Linked DNA regions of Bicyclus anynana: region 2 is linked to region 1. The links are chromatin contacts, called in public Hi-C maps. All regions are on one chromosome and are shown on one strand. The core of a region is the stretch at or near the end of the contact, and the rest is flanking DNA. Distances in the headings are between cores, read along the strand shown. Region 1 holds the start of LOC112048189 (myocyte-specific enhancer factor 2). Region 2 overlaps LOC112048189 (myocyte-specific enhancer factor 2).

The links. A called contact is a pair of places that touch in the nucleus more often than the background predicts.
Region 2: a Hi-C map of whole larva shows a contact between it and region 1, with 2.5 times the contacts expected there. The contact joins the enhancer-like site here to the promoter of LOC112048189 in region 1. A contact is called at or near these places in 2 of 2 Hi-C or Micro-C datasets (whole body and whole larva).

Annotation. Positions count from the first base shown.
Region 1 is chr1:4,192,581-4,199,161 of ilBicAnyn1.1, reverse strand. LOC112048189 (myocyte-specific enhancer factor 2) reads right to left here and starts at 4,028. Exons shown (of 9, transcript XM_052883452.1): 1 at 3,797-4,028.
Region 2 is chr1:4,268,286-4,275,255 of ilBicAnyn1.1, reverse strand. It overlaps LOC112048189 (myocyte-specific enhancer factor 2), which reads right to left. Exons shown (of 9, transcript XM_052883452.1): 2 at 4,103-4,249. The coding sequence starts at 4,156. Among protein-coding and RNA genes, the nearest start is that of Trnah-gug, 9.6 kb to the left of the region's middle. Within about 2 kb of position 1,780, at least 7 of the 8 cell types and tissues checked have open chromatin away from gene starts, as enhancers often do.

The sequences.
Region 1 (6,581 bases), core at 2,779-5,278:
AAACGTAAAATATTTTACTGCTTTTAATAACAAATTTAGCTACTTGGAATCATTGACTGCTGGTAGTTTGTTTTATAATTTCTGCATCAATTCTCATGTTACAGTCAGGTGTTACAATATTCATTTCAACTACGCAGACAAATTAGTAATGAATCTAGACAGTGCTAACAACCGGAAAACAAAATCAAAAGGTGATAAACAGATAGACATAGTATGCAAAAATGCTTATGTATTCCACGTGAACGCTATGATATTGTTCGAGCCTCCTGATGTTACGCAATAACTCGTGACTCCTATTACAAGTGCCTCGAATGTTGTATGGTACAAGTCTTATCAGCTAACAAACAAATGAAGGCCTTTCACCACTACTGATAAAGTCGCAAATTGAAAAGCATCCAATTTCGACGCTTCCTTATTTGTAATGAATACTAACACGCTTTTTCCTGCGTTTTTTGTGTGTAGTCGCAAATTATCACTATCATTTCTGTACAACTCCATCGTATCACTGAGCTATTAACATCAGAACCCAAATTATTCTGTAACATTTAATACATTTATATTTAAATATAACTAGTTTCCCGTACACATAGTTTTTCGTAGGCGATAACAACATTTTAATTTAATTTGCATCAAATCCTAATAACGAAATTAATAAATGAGATTATTTAGCCGTTATGAATGCAAATGAAGTTAAACTTGAGCATTAGGTTTTTGTTTTAAATTAAATTAATTTACTTAGTCACACTGCGTTGGCAATAATACGAACAATAATGTTGGAGGCAAAAAAAAGAAAAACAGTTGAACACGCACGTCGCAGTGCCTACGGAGCCGATGGCTCGCATCGGCGCAAAAAAGTGTCTGTACACACACAGGAGCAAAAAACTCCACAGATGTGCTCACACGCAGCGGGAAAAAAGCAACCCGCGACTCTTGATCTTGTCTTTGCACAACATGTTTCGCTAGCATGTAATATGAAAATTAATTCCTTTCTTTTTGTGCTCATGAAATTACTCACCGCTAATCTATTGCTACTTTATTCTGCGCACATTCTAAAACGCCTAATTTGTTTTTGAAGTACTCTCGCACTGCATTTTTCCTTATAAAGACCGTCTAGCTGCTTGGGACCTTACGCATATCATTCTTCTTACGATCTCCGCAAGACCTGTTTTCTCTTCGCTTTTTATTTATTATTTTATATAAATTCTTAAGTCACATTATTCTGCAAGAACCTGCGCAATTAAACCTTTATTATCTTTAACCCTTACACGAGTATGGAAACTGGTTTAACCGTTTATATCGTTTTAAGATAAATCTTGCTGTAACCTAAACTCTTTAAACGTTAGAACTTTAAATTGTAATACGCAGCTGACCAAGCGTGACAAGGTTATTATACCCACATAAATATTGACATTTTACATAATAATAAGATGAACACATACAAATCTATAGGAAGCTCGTAATATGATTATGTTGCGCTAGTACATTTCAATATCAAGTAGTGTATTAGTAAATTTTAAAGTAATTGCGGAATTACTTCAAATCGTAAAGAAAACGGATTATTATCGTTATAATTTGCACATCTGGATATACACGTTTCAAGAATTTTACAAAAACATTTCGCTCGAAGGTCGATAGAGCGAAGAACCGAAAACAGCCGTCTTCATAAATGAATATTAAACATTAATATTCAATCACTGTTAGAATGTCCCCAAAATTATGCTTAAGTTATCAATATTGTCATAGAACAGAAGTTATTTGGAAACATTTTTTAAATTGTGAGTTACAAAACCATTTGTGCCATTGGTTGGTACCGGATTCTACATATAAACCTAATTGAAGCGAATACTTCCCTACAATAAACGCTAGCACAAGTACCATCAATTGCTGAAGACTCTGTAGCTCTCCGTATACAAATGGTTACTGTCATTTATTATGCAGTATAGAATAATGGTCGTGATATAATTGTCCTATGAATCCATTTAAAATCACTAGAGGAATTTACCATACATCGCATTCTCCAATCACAGTGAGTTGTAGGGCAGGTCATGGCTGAATGCGTAAGCGCAAACGGATGTGCATACGATAACTTATTATCTAAACTTCATAATATAATTTGTGTGTACAACAGTTAGATGTAGCTGTAATGAAAGCTAATATTTGTAGAAAGATTTTTATCAAACTGTAAACACTCTGTGACACAAAAGGTCCTCAAGATATGGACTTAATTTGCGACGTTGTATTTCTCTGATTAAACACATTATAAGGTTTTTTAAGTGCACTGTAGTGTGTTGATTGATAATTGTCATGTTCGAAGTACAGGCTAGTCTGGCTCCTATACAAGAGTACCAGGCGAGCAGCGGATCGCAGTGGTATCGCGTTACGCGGTGGCTGTTGACACCAGCGCCTGATTAATATTTATGATACGACTGAGCATCTCGCATGGCCGGTTCGTTCGTTCGATGCGAATTAACTCCGTCCCGCTCACACACATGTTAGCGAATATGCACACGAAGGAGAAGAACGTCGGCAACTCATTTGTGCCAACCGCTTTTTCAAACAAACGTGTGTGAGTAAGTGCGAATGAGAATCCCAAATCTTCTTAATTTTTGTACAGTTTTGTTTTTGCTTTCAGATTTTGTGTCGGAACCAGTCTTGAAGGTCACGATGAATATGCTAATCATCGTTTTTTACTACATTTGTGTATTAATTAATATTCGATTTTCTTTATACTTATTCAATCATTCTTAAACGGCGTTTTGTTGCTCATGCAGAGTTTGATCGGCAGAACAGTAAATGATTTTAAATGCGGTTACATGTATGGAGAAGGGCCGACCGCCTCGAACCTGACCGTATCGAGGTAACCTAACCGGACAGACTTGACTGACATATTACAAATCTACAGCCTATAAAACTGCAGCCAATAGCAAAGAGCGGCGTTTATTTCTCTCCGAACAATATTCAGTACAATAACATTCCTTGAATTAAAGTAGGTACCTATTTTCCTTGTAAACGGAATTGAGGAACAAATAATATGATAATTTCCTCAGTACACTGGATACAAAATTGTGTGAAACAGTGACGGGTAACTACATTTAAATTACTCATTGAATGCCATTAGTCATTTAATTTGATGCAGTCGTTTGTAATTAATTTACAGCGGTCGTTTAGAGAATTCAAATTAATTTCTCAAGTCTCCGGTCGTAAATAAATACACGTTTAGTTACGGATAGCGGAAATCATTGGAAATTTTGCAAACGAATTAAAACCTACAAAAATTAAAATCTCCAAATTTTTGGTCCATTGAGTTGATGTTAAACGCAAGTGATTAGCATTTGTTTGTTGTCAAACACGCCATGTACATTGTACATGCACACATCGTTATCATTGTGCACAAGTGCGAGTTATCGTTGTTTGTCTGAACATTTCCCGAGCCGCGCGCTGCGCCTCCAGCGCCGGCCGGCGTTCGCGACTGCTTCAAGGTCACGTTATCACGCCGTCGCCAGCCGAGCCGCCGTCGTCAGATACGCGCCCGCAGTAATTACCTACGCATTCTACTCCTTCCAGTTCCACTCCGCTCATTTGTGCACGATTACGCGACACTGGCGCGGCCGTCTCACAGGAACTCTCCAATCTGTACCTCCGCAATCTTTATTACCCGCTAGAGCGCGCGCTCCTGACCACCAGCACCGAAGTACCGTCTCAAATCGAATTAGCGGCGTGTTTACATTTTATAAATAGAGCGCGTTCACGTGGCGCCGCCGTCAGATAAGCGCCTCGCTCGTTCTCCGTCACTCACCGTGCGCTGTTAACATCCTCCGCGGCGAATCTCAGGTTTCTCCGTCACACTGACACTCGAGCGGGAACTATAGCACTCACAAACGGCGCACTGAGTTCGGCGGCACACGCGAGGACTGCACGGCGCGACACCCACGACTAGAATGCGGGCGAAACGGCGGCGGGGTGCGGGGGAGGAGATCGGCAGCTACACACGGCTCGTACGAAGGCGCGGCGGCTAGGACTGCGGCCGGGCAACGGCGCGCTCCCCCCCATTGGTCGGGCGACGCGTGACGTCATGCCGACCGGCCAATGGCCGCGAGACGGATGTTGCGCGCTGCGGCCGCTTGGAGCGCTAGCGCGGCGCCGCTCGCCCGCCCTACAGAGCTTTCTTCAGCTTGGGCGTACGTTTCACGGGCGGAAAACACTGATGGAGCATCATGATCGAATTAAATATGTGAAATGAATGTCGTTATGCATAAATTTAAGGAAATTAGATTGTAATTGTTTCAGCGTCGTTTTAGATTCTGCGAACGTATCTAGACGTCTGAGCTGGTTGTTACTTCGCGTAGTTTATTGGGCAGCTGCCAGATAAGGTGAATATACCTATGTCGTAGATAAACACAATAATAAATCAGGGCTGAAAGCAAATTGATGGTGTCATCGGGAAAATGAATGATGTAGAGCGGTCTAATGCATTAACAATTTTGAATTAAGATATTATAATTGCGTCACCTTCTTGTATAAGTAAGGCTACCATATATTTATTAAGTCCATTTCTATAAAAATAAAATACATTCCATATAATTGGTTGTTGTTAGCTTTATAATGAACTACCAAAGTTTAGGTCTAGTGTCGTTGCTTGGTTTAGACCAAATAAAAGTAATTCTTCCGCGAACATGAGACAAATCTTTGTGAACACTACGAGTAACTACCCGCTTGTGATATTCGCTTCCTGTCCAATTAAAGATGGGAAAATGCACTGCCTTTACCTTGAAGAGCCTAGAATTTTGTACAATTTTTACGTATAATGTCTACTATGGTTAAAAATCTTGGCTACGCCAGTAATCTGATCAGATTTTGCAAAAACCCGTAAATATATAACCCTTAAATAACCTAATGTGGTAATCAAACTCTTTTGGCTTTACACCAAGGCTATATTCTCTCAGATCTATTGATTTGGAACATTCGAAATTTTTATTTGTTTTTTCAAGAAGGCTAATTTACAATTACCAGGCCTCCCTCATCTTAAGAGAGGGGATAAGAAGCTTACCACACTGCTACAATGCGGGTTGTGGCTTTGGATGATATTGTTACATTCTTTTACGACCACTAAACATCATCATCATCATCATCATCATCATCATTATCATCATTTAACGGGACTTCGCGTCATTTTAGTAAGCCTTAATGTTAGCTATAAATCCGTGATAGCCCTGTGGATATGACCTCTGCCTCCGATTCCGGAGGATGTGGGTTCGAATCCGGTCCGGGGCATGCATTAAATATCACGTGTCTCAAATGGTGAGTGAAAACATCGTGAGGAAACCTGCATACCAGAGAATTTCTTAATTCTCTGCGTGTGTGAAGTCTGCCAATCCGCATTGGGCCAGCGTGGTGGATTATTGGCCTAACCCCTCTCATTCTGAGAGGAGACTCGAGCTCAGCAGTGAGCCGAATATGGGTTGATAATGATGATGTTAGCTGTAGAGTACGGAGTTGAGTGATAGCCACATAGGACCACTGGACCAATGACATCTTTATCTGCATATTAGAATAAATTGGTGTCAGCTACTGAGTATATTCACATTAAATTAAAAAACCTATGCTCAGAGATTAATAAGAGAGCTGTAAACAAACCCCTTAGAGCCTGGGGGAGCGACAGCTGTCCCCAAGCCTCAGCTCGGCCATTAAAACACCCACGGATTTTCACACTACACAGCAATTCACACCTTATTCCTATAACTATACAGTTCATTTTTGAACGTTCATTTCCTAAATCAGAGAAGTACCTAAGACGCTGTGGAATACTTGATCGGAATAAGTCTTTAATGGTCGGCACGTATTTAAAACTTACTTTTGAACCCTGTCATTATACTGGAGAGTTGGAAGTCGATGAGATGAAGTTTCTCTATACCTATATTTTACCTGGCACCTGTTTATATAACAGATACAGTATACTTATATAGCGTATGACAAGAAAAGACGTGACGTCACACTGTGTTTGAAAACGGCTTAAAATTACGTTTTTTCATGGACAACCTTCATTATCAGCCTGTTTTGAAGGCTTACTGCCAGTGGCGTAGCGATGTGGTGGCCAGGGGGCAATGCGGTAATTTCGTGTAGTACATGGAATAAGGATTACGGCCTCCGTGGCGCAGTGGTATGCGCGGTGGATTTACAAGACGGAGGTCCTGGGTTCGATCCCCGGCTGGGCAGATAGAGATTTTCTTAATTTGTCCAGGTCTGGCTGGTGGGAGGCTTCGGCTAGTTACCACCCTACCGGCAAAGACGTACCGCCAAGCGATTTAGCGTTCCGGTACGATGCCGTGTAGAAACCGGAAGGGGTGTGGATTTTCATCCTCCTCCTAACAAGTTAGCCCGCTTCCATCTTAGACTGCATCATCACTTACCATCAGGTGAGATTGTAGTCAAGGGCTAACTTGTAAAGAATAAAAAAAAAAATAAAAAAAAAGGATCCGAAATATGTCTATATCTTCTATATATATAAAAGAAAGTCGGGTTTGTTACAACACTTATAACTCGAGATCTGCTGGACCGATTTTCATAGTTTTTGATTCGGTGGA
Region 2 (6,970 bases), core at 531-3,030, 78 kb before region 1:
GGAGGTGCATGCCCCAGACCGGATTCGAACCCACACCCTCCGGAATCGGAGGCAGAGGTCATATCCACTGGGCTATCACGGCTCTTTACGTTACAAGTAATACAAATAAGGATTTCCAAAAGTAGCGTCTTACTTTATAGACGAGTTTTTCGAAGGGTTGCCGCGAAGTTAAGTGACTGGCGACTGGGAATATAATTTCTCATATTATGCCGAGGAGAACATATGAGGTTCTGGATCCTTAAAGCCTGCTAAATCCCAAAGCCACCACGGTTCAAACTTCATAATTGGCTACCGTACTTACTTATGGTAGAAGCATGAGCTTACAAACTTACAGCTGACGAAGGTTTGTATGGTCTATTAGATCATGTGATCATGTATGACAATGGCTTAGAAATACATTAATTTTTTGGTGAAATACAAACATCAGAAGCTCAGAACATCCTAAACGTTCGTTTTCGTTTTCTTCTAAATCTTGAAAGCCTTAAAATGACCATACAAGATATTGAGCTTAATATTCTAGAAAATACATAGTTGAATAAACATAAATCGTGATTTTCATGACGGTTGCAGAGTTGAGGTGTTAGGTAGAATTGGAGTTGGCAAAAATCCAAATGATTTTAATTTATGTTTGAACAATGGAGCACTACCAAATGACATCTAAAATCAGAGATAATAAGACTTTTTATTGGTCAAGTCTACGAGGAACTATTTGGAGATTTGCCACTTTTCATAAACCTTATTACTGGGCAAAAAAAAAAAATGATATAATAGATGCAAGGACAAAAGTGACGTCAAACTTCCTTTTGTAAATCAGGTAAATCACGCATTACTTATTGAAATAAAAATACGAATTATGCCAGTTAAAAACAATGACCAGGAAGTAAAAGGAAATCATTTACATTTCTGAAGTGTTAGGTATATCGTGAATGCACTTCATAAATGCACAGTAGGTGCACAGTTTGCACGAAACAAAGAAATTATTGTGTTAACATTTTAACGCGACGCAGAAAGTTATCGCACTCAATTTATGGGTCACGGACATTTTGATGAACTAATGGATGACTTATTCTGTAGCTGTATTTATTTTTCGAAATATTAATCTGATTTTGTTTAGATTTAGGTATACTAATTTGATGATAAATACATGAGTTCATGTAAATGACGAAAATTAAAAAAAAAATCAATTGTACATGAGAGAAAGATAAAATAAATGTGTTTTCCATATTTGTTGTTCGATGGTGATGAAATTTTTGATGCAAAAAATGTAAAAAAATCAAAATTCTGTCATTTATTTTTTACAATGTTATTGATTTCAGTGTTCATATTTTTTGATTTGATAATGACAATCAATTTCCTTGATTCGCTTTAATTTTTTTTCCATTTGTTATTTTTAACCAAAAAAGGCGTTTGGTTTCCAATTTCGGACGCTGTATACTTTAATGTTATTGTATAAAAACTCATTTATAAATTTGAAATTACCTGATCAGCCTTAATGAAAGTATCCATTTTACACTTCATAATAAATATCCTGAACAAAACATCCACCCACTTTCAAGTATACTCATAACGTAAATACTAGCAAAAGTGAATTGACCTTCGCAACTTACATTTTAGCCGTCTGATCCTCGATCGCAGGACCATTATAACAAGATCCTATCCAACCATGAGTTTTGCGTTCAGATAAACCGGTTAAAGGAAGCTCTGCGTATCTAAGAGAACTGGGCAAGGGCATGTAGTCGTATAATTAATAAATTAGTAGCGTGCGCGGTCGTTGTCCCTAGCGATAATGTTTGCAGCGAGTTCAGTGCTGATATGCCCCTGTTGCCCATCTGTTAGGTCAAACCAGTAAGGTCATCTCCCTCGCACAACCTTGTGTTTTATATTTATTTTTTTACCCGACTTCACGAAGGGTTATGTTTCTCGCGCGTATCTTGTACTAGAAGACTCCCGAGATTTCGTCCGCCCTTAGACCTACTTAATCTGGCTGGTTCTACTGTACTTTTGTTTATACAGCAACTATCGGACGCCCACCACTTCGTCAGCGCTCATCATTATCAATATATATTCGGCTCACTGCTGAGCTCGAGTCTCCTCTCATGATCAGAGGAGTTAAGCCAATAGTCCACCACGCTGGCCCAATGCGGATTGGCAGACTTCACACACGCAGAGAATTAAGAAAATTCTCTGGTATGCAGGTTCCTTCATCGTTTGAGACACGTGATATTTAATGTCTTAACTTACACAGTTATTTATTAATCGCTATACAAAATTTTCTGATGACTAGGTGCGAGTAGATCAGGCAGTCGGGTTTTTTTTAATTATTATACCATACCTTATCCAACTTTGCAGATCTTTTTCACTTTGACAAAGTGTATGATCTCCTATAATATATTTAAAAGATATAAAAGTTCAGAAGTATTTAGAAACGCCTAATTGGTTTCTTTAGGAATTTGAAGTTGGACGCAAAAATGATTGACATTTTTTGCCTAAAACCATTTCTTGGTAGTAAAATGTATAATGGTTAAAGCAATATTGGGGCAAAATTGATAATTTAACGAAAGCCGCAAAAGCTTCACGTTAATTGACTGAAAGATTTGGCAAAAATATTCTTCAAAGAGTAAATAATAAATACAGGTAGGAACAGAATTCGGGTGAATTTATTTGTTTTCTAGTTTGACTCAGGTTTTTTTTTTTATTTAGGTTTGGTCTAGACTCTAGATTCTAGAAGGTAGCTTTTGGTTGTAGTTGCGGTTTAAAAAGTAGGTAGGTTGAATAAAAAATTAAGTAGAAGAAACTGTACGCATCCGAGTTATAGCTTGGCAACTTCGTTCGTCACACTCCCGATGGGCTGCGCGCGCCGGGAAGTGTGTAGCGATGAATGAACAACCGACGACTGATACACCTTACTTCCCCGCACGCACGATTTCACACCCGTGCAGTCTTTCCCCTCGTCGCCCGCATATCATGGGAGTGTCATCAACGAACTTGCCTGACTATAGTAGGTAAATAAACATTTTTTTTTAATTTATTTCATATCTACTGCATATTTAATACCTAAATTCGTAAATTTTCTGCTATAGTCTGGTATTCGACCTTAGCCTATTTACAATACATGGATGCGATAAAATTGTGAGTAATAAATTCGTCTACTTATTCCTTGTTGCGCATACTGACTTCTGAACTTACTTTGTATTTTGATTTAGTGAGTAATTTGGTACTTTTCCATTACTTAGGTTTTCGTTACTCGGAATAATTAAGTCCAATTTTATTTATTGCTAAAATCTAAAGAAAACGTAATGTAAAACCGAAAAAGAAATGTTTTCCTTTAGCACAACAATTTGATAAATAAATTTCTCGTTTTTCTGAATTTCGTATTTTTCGTTTTGTATGAAAATAAAATCAAATTAGAAATTATGGAATCCCAAACAGATCTGAGCTGAGAATCGAACCCAAGACCCCTCTGTTGAGAACCACAGCATCACCAACTGAGCAAAAGAGAGTTTTACGCTATTGATACTTATGCGTTATAATTCAACTCTTACACAGCGATGGTCGGTCTAAACTTAAAGATTCTCTCTCGTATCTTTGATCTTTCAAAGACCTATCCAACGATACCCCACATTATGAGATAAAAATGTAAAAAAATTATCTCCACTTTACATGTTGGGAATGTACCCAAAAAAGAAGTATTTTTCAAGATTTTATTTTAAGAGTTTGTTCAAATTTTTCATGTTCATTATCATCATCATCATCCTATCAGCCGATGGACGTCCACTGCAGAACATAGGCCTTTTGTAGGGACTTCCAAACATCACGATACTGAGCCAACTGCATCCAGCGAATCCCTGCGACTCGCTTGATGTCGTCAGTCCACCTGGTGAGGGTTCGACCAACACGGCGCTTTCTGGTGCGGGGCCGCCATTCCAGCACTTTATTCATGTTCATACTCCAGCTTAATTACAGCTTACTAGTAGTAATAGCTAAACCGCGGACAGACGGACGGAAAGCAAACGGATATAGCGAAACTATAAGGGTTGTGGACTACGGAACCCTAAAAATGATGGCACACCTATACCAACGATAAAAAAGAGTAAGTACCAACCTGTCGATTCCGTTCATCCGTGATCCGTGATATTTGTATTTTCTTCCGTCCCATGGTGGCAGCAATCTTGGAGAGGGTGTGAGGAGCGGGGGGAGAATAAGAGTGGCCGAGCGGCGGGCTGCTACTTCGGACGTCAACAGCTGCTATCTGTGGACAAGGGAAAGTAAACTTCATCATTTTGGCTATAAGGTTAATTTTATATTAGCAGTTTTGATTATCGTACTCGTGAAGCTGAAGTCTCTCAATTTTATTAGCAATCACATTAGTTATATACAATAGAGTTATTCTGTATTGCTACATTATACTCCTTGTGTCTAAAAAGTGTGATTGTGTTTCATATTCTTTATTCATAATGATGACACCTTCGCAAGTTAGCAATGTATCTGCAGAAGTAGAAAAAAACATTCAAACAATCTACATTAGAGAAAACCAATAAATAGGTATTATTATAATATCATCAACATTCATTAGTATATGGACATCCACTGTTGTTCTTAGACTTCCTGAAATAAGTTTTAAAAATCACAGTCTTGAGTCGCCTCATCCAGTAGCTCGGGTTGTAGAGTTTCATATCATCCCTCCACCCAGTGGAGAGGCGACCAAAATTCCAATGAGGAGTCGCCGTTTCAGTACAGGGGCACCAACGTTTATCTTCTCTTAGAAGTATAATATGTTTTTTTTATTCTTTTCAAGTTAGCCCTTGACTACAATCTCACCTGATGGTAAGTGATGATGCAATCTAAGATGGAACCGGGCTCACTTGTTAGGATGAAAATCCCTTTCGGTTTCTACACGACATCGTACCGGAACGCTAAATCGGTAACTAGCCATGGCCGAAGCCTCCCAGCTACTCGCTCGCCTCGCCAATTGCCAATTTAGCACTGCTATCCATATATCAATAGGTAATAGTTAAACGTATTTAACATGAGCTTCACCTAATCCTACTAATATTATAAACGCGAAAGTTTGTATGGATGTTTGTTTAGATGTTTGTTTTGATGTTTGTTACTCTTTAGCGCTGCAACTACTGAACCGATTTGGCTGAAATTTGGAATGAAAATTGATTTTATTCTAGACTAACACACTAATTTTCATCCCGAAAAAATCCATGGTTCCCGAGGGATTTGTGAAAAACTAAATTTCACGCGAAATCACGGGCGTCTGCTAGTTAGACATACATTTTTATGAATAAATCTATCATTCATTCATTTAAAACCTATTCATTTATTATTTGTATGAATTACTTAGCATCTGTAGCATCGGTTTGAATAACTTCGTTCAATACAAGCGCCGAATATCACAAAAAAAAAACAACAGAATCACATTATGGATTCGGAACAGTGCACGTTTATCAATAAAAAATGCAATCACTAACAAATCGCTGAGGCACCAAGCACGGTAACTAAAGTATCCATAATACATCAGTTAGGTCACAGATTTGCATAATGACCCCCACTGTAAGGCCCCTATAACCTTGTTTTTTTCTGATCGAACGATTTCAGCCGTAAGATTTGCTGAACATGTGTTATATACAGCGTAAGGGTTAGTTTTTAAACAGAAACTACCCGTATTTTACGGTTTTACCCACATTTCAGTTCCCGTGAGTATAGTGTATACGGAAAATTATTAGTCTATGTGGTACTCCTTAGGCTATCTTTGCGCCAAAGGAGATGTTTTAAAATTGTATGGAGCCCAGGATCAGTCATTGTACCCTGGAGGAATTAAAAGAAAGGTAATAATGGCGGATTGATGACGTTTCCAATGCAGTAGTCGATTTGACGTTTGCTGTCAATTGTCATGTCATAGTTGCTCTAAGGGCGGCCGGCTGGGTAGATTGTTCTTTTCTTAATAGGTCCAGGTATGGCTGGTGAAAGGCTTCGGCCGTGGCTAGTTACCACCCTACCGACAAAGACGTACCGCCAAGCGATTTAGTATTCCGTTACGACGTCGTGTAGAAACCGAAGGGAGTGTGGATTTTTATCCTCCTCCTTGAGTAACAAGTTAGCCTGTTTCTATCTTAGATTGCATCATCACTTACCATCAGATGAGATTGTAGTGAAGGGCTAACTTGTAAAAAAATTAAAAACTAATGTGTACGGAACCCTCTGCGCGTTATGTCTAGAACTATGCCGGTTTAGAAATGGTACCTACAACTTAAACGGTAAATTATAAATTACTACATTTAAAAACGGAAACAACTCGCAGAAATAACTGGTTACTTTAAAAGATTTTAAGCAATTAGCATAAGTAATTATTTAGTCTTTAAAATTAGAAATTCTATTTATACTTTGTACTATATTGTAATATAGAGGCGTAGTTAGTAACATTAATAAACATGTTCGAGTCTTCTCTTAGAATGAGAGGAGTTAGGCCAATAGTCCACCACGCTGGCCCAATGCGGATTGGCAGACTTCACACACGCAGATAATTAAGAAAATTCTCTGGTATGCAGGTTTCCTCATGATGTTTTTCCTTCACCGTTTGAGACACGTGATTTTCAATTTCTTAAAATGCACACAACTGAAAAGTTGGAGGTGCACGTCTCGGACTAGATTCGAACCTACGCCCTCCGAATCGAAGGCAGAGGTCATATCCACTGGGCTATCACGGCCTTCTTGATATAACTCAAAAACTTGGGTTTTAATTTTATTTATTAATTTTTAGTTAGTTAGATTCATTCACTTATTTAGATTTTAAAAAATCCTTGTATTTTTTAAATTTTAATGATACGGGTTATAGCAGTGGACCTAAAATGGACCATCTCCTTAAATCGCAATACACACACGTAATTTTAACATAATGAAACATCGATTCTAACGACGTAGTTTGTATAAATATGTTAGATCGTGATCCTATACTTTTGACAGA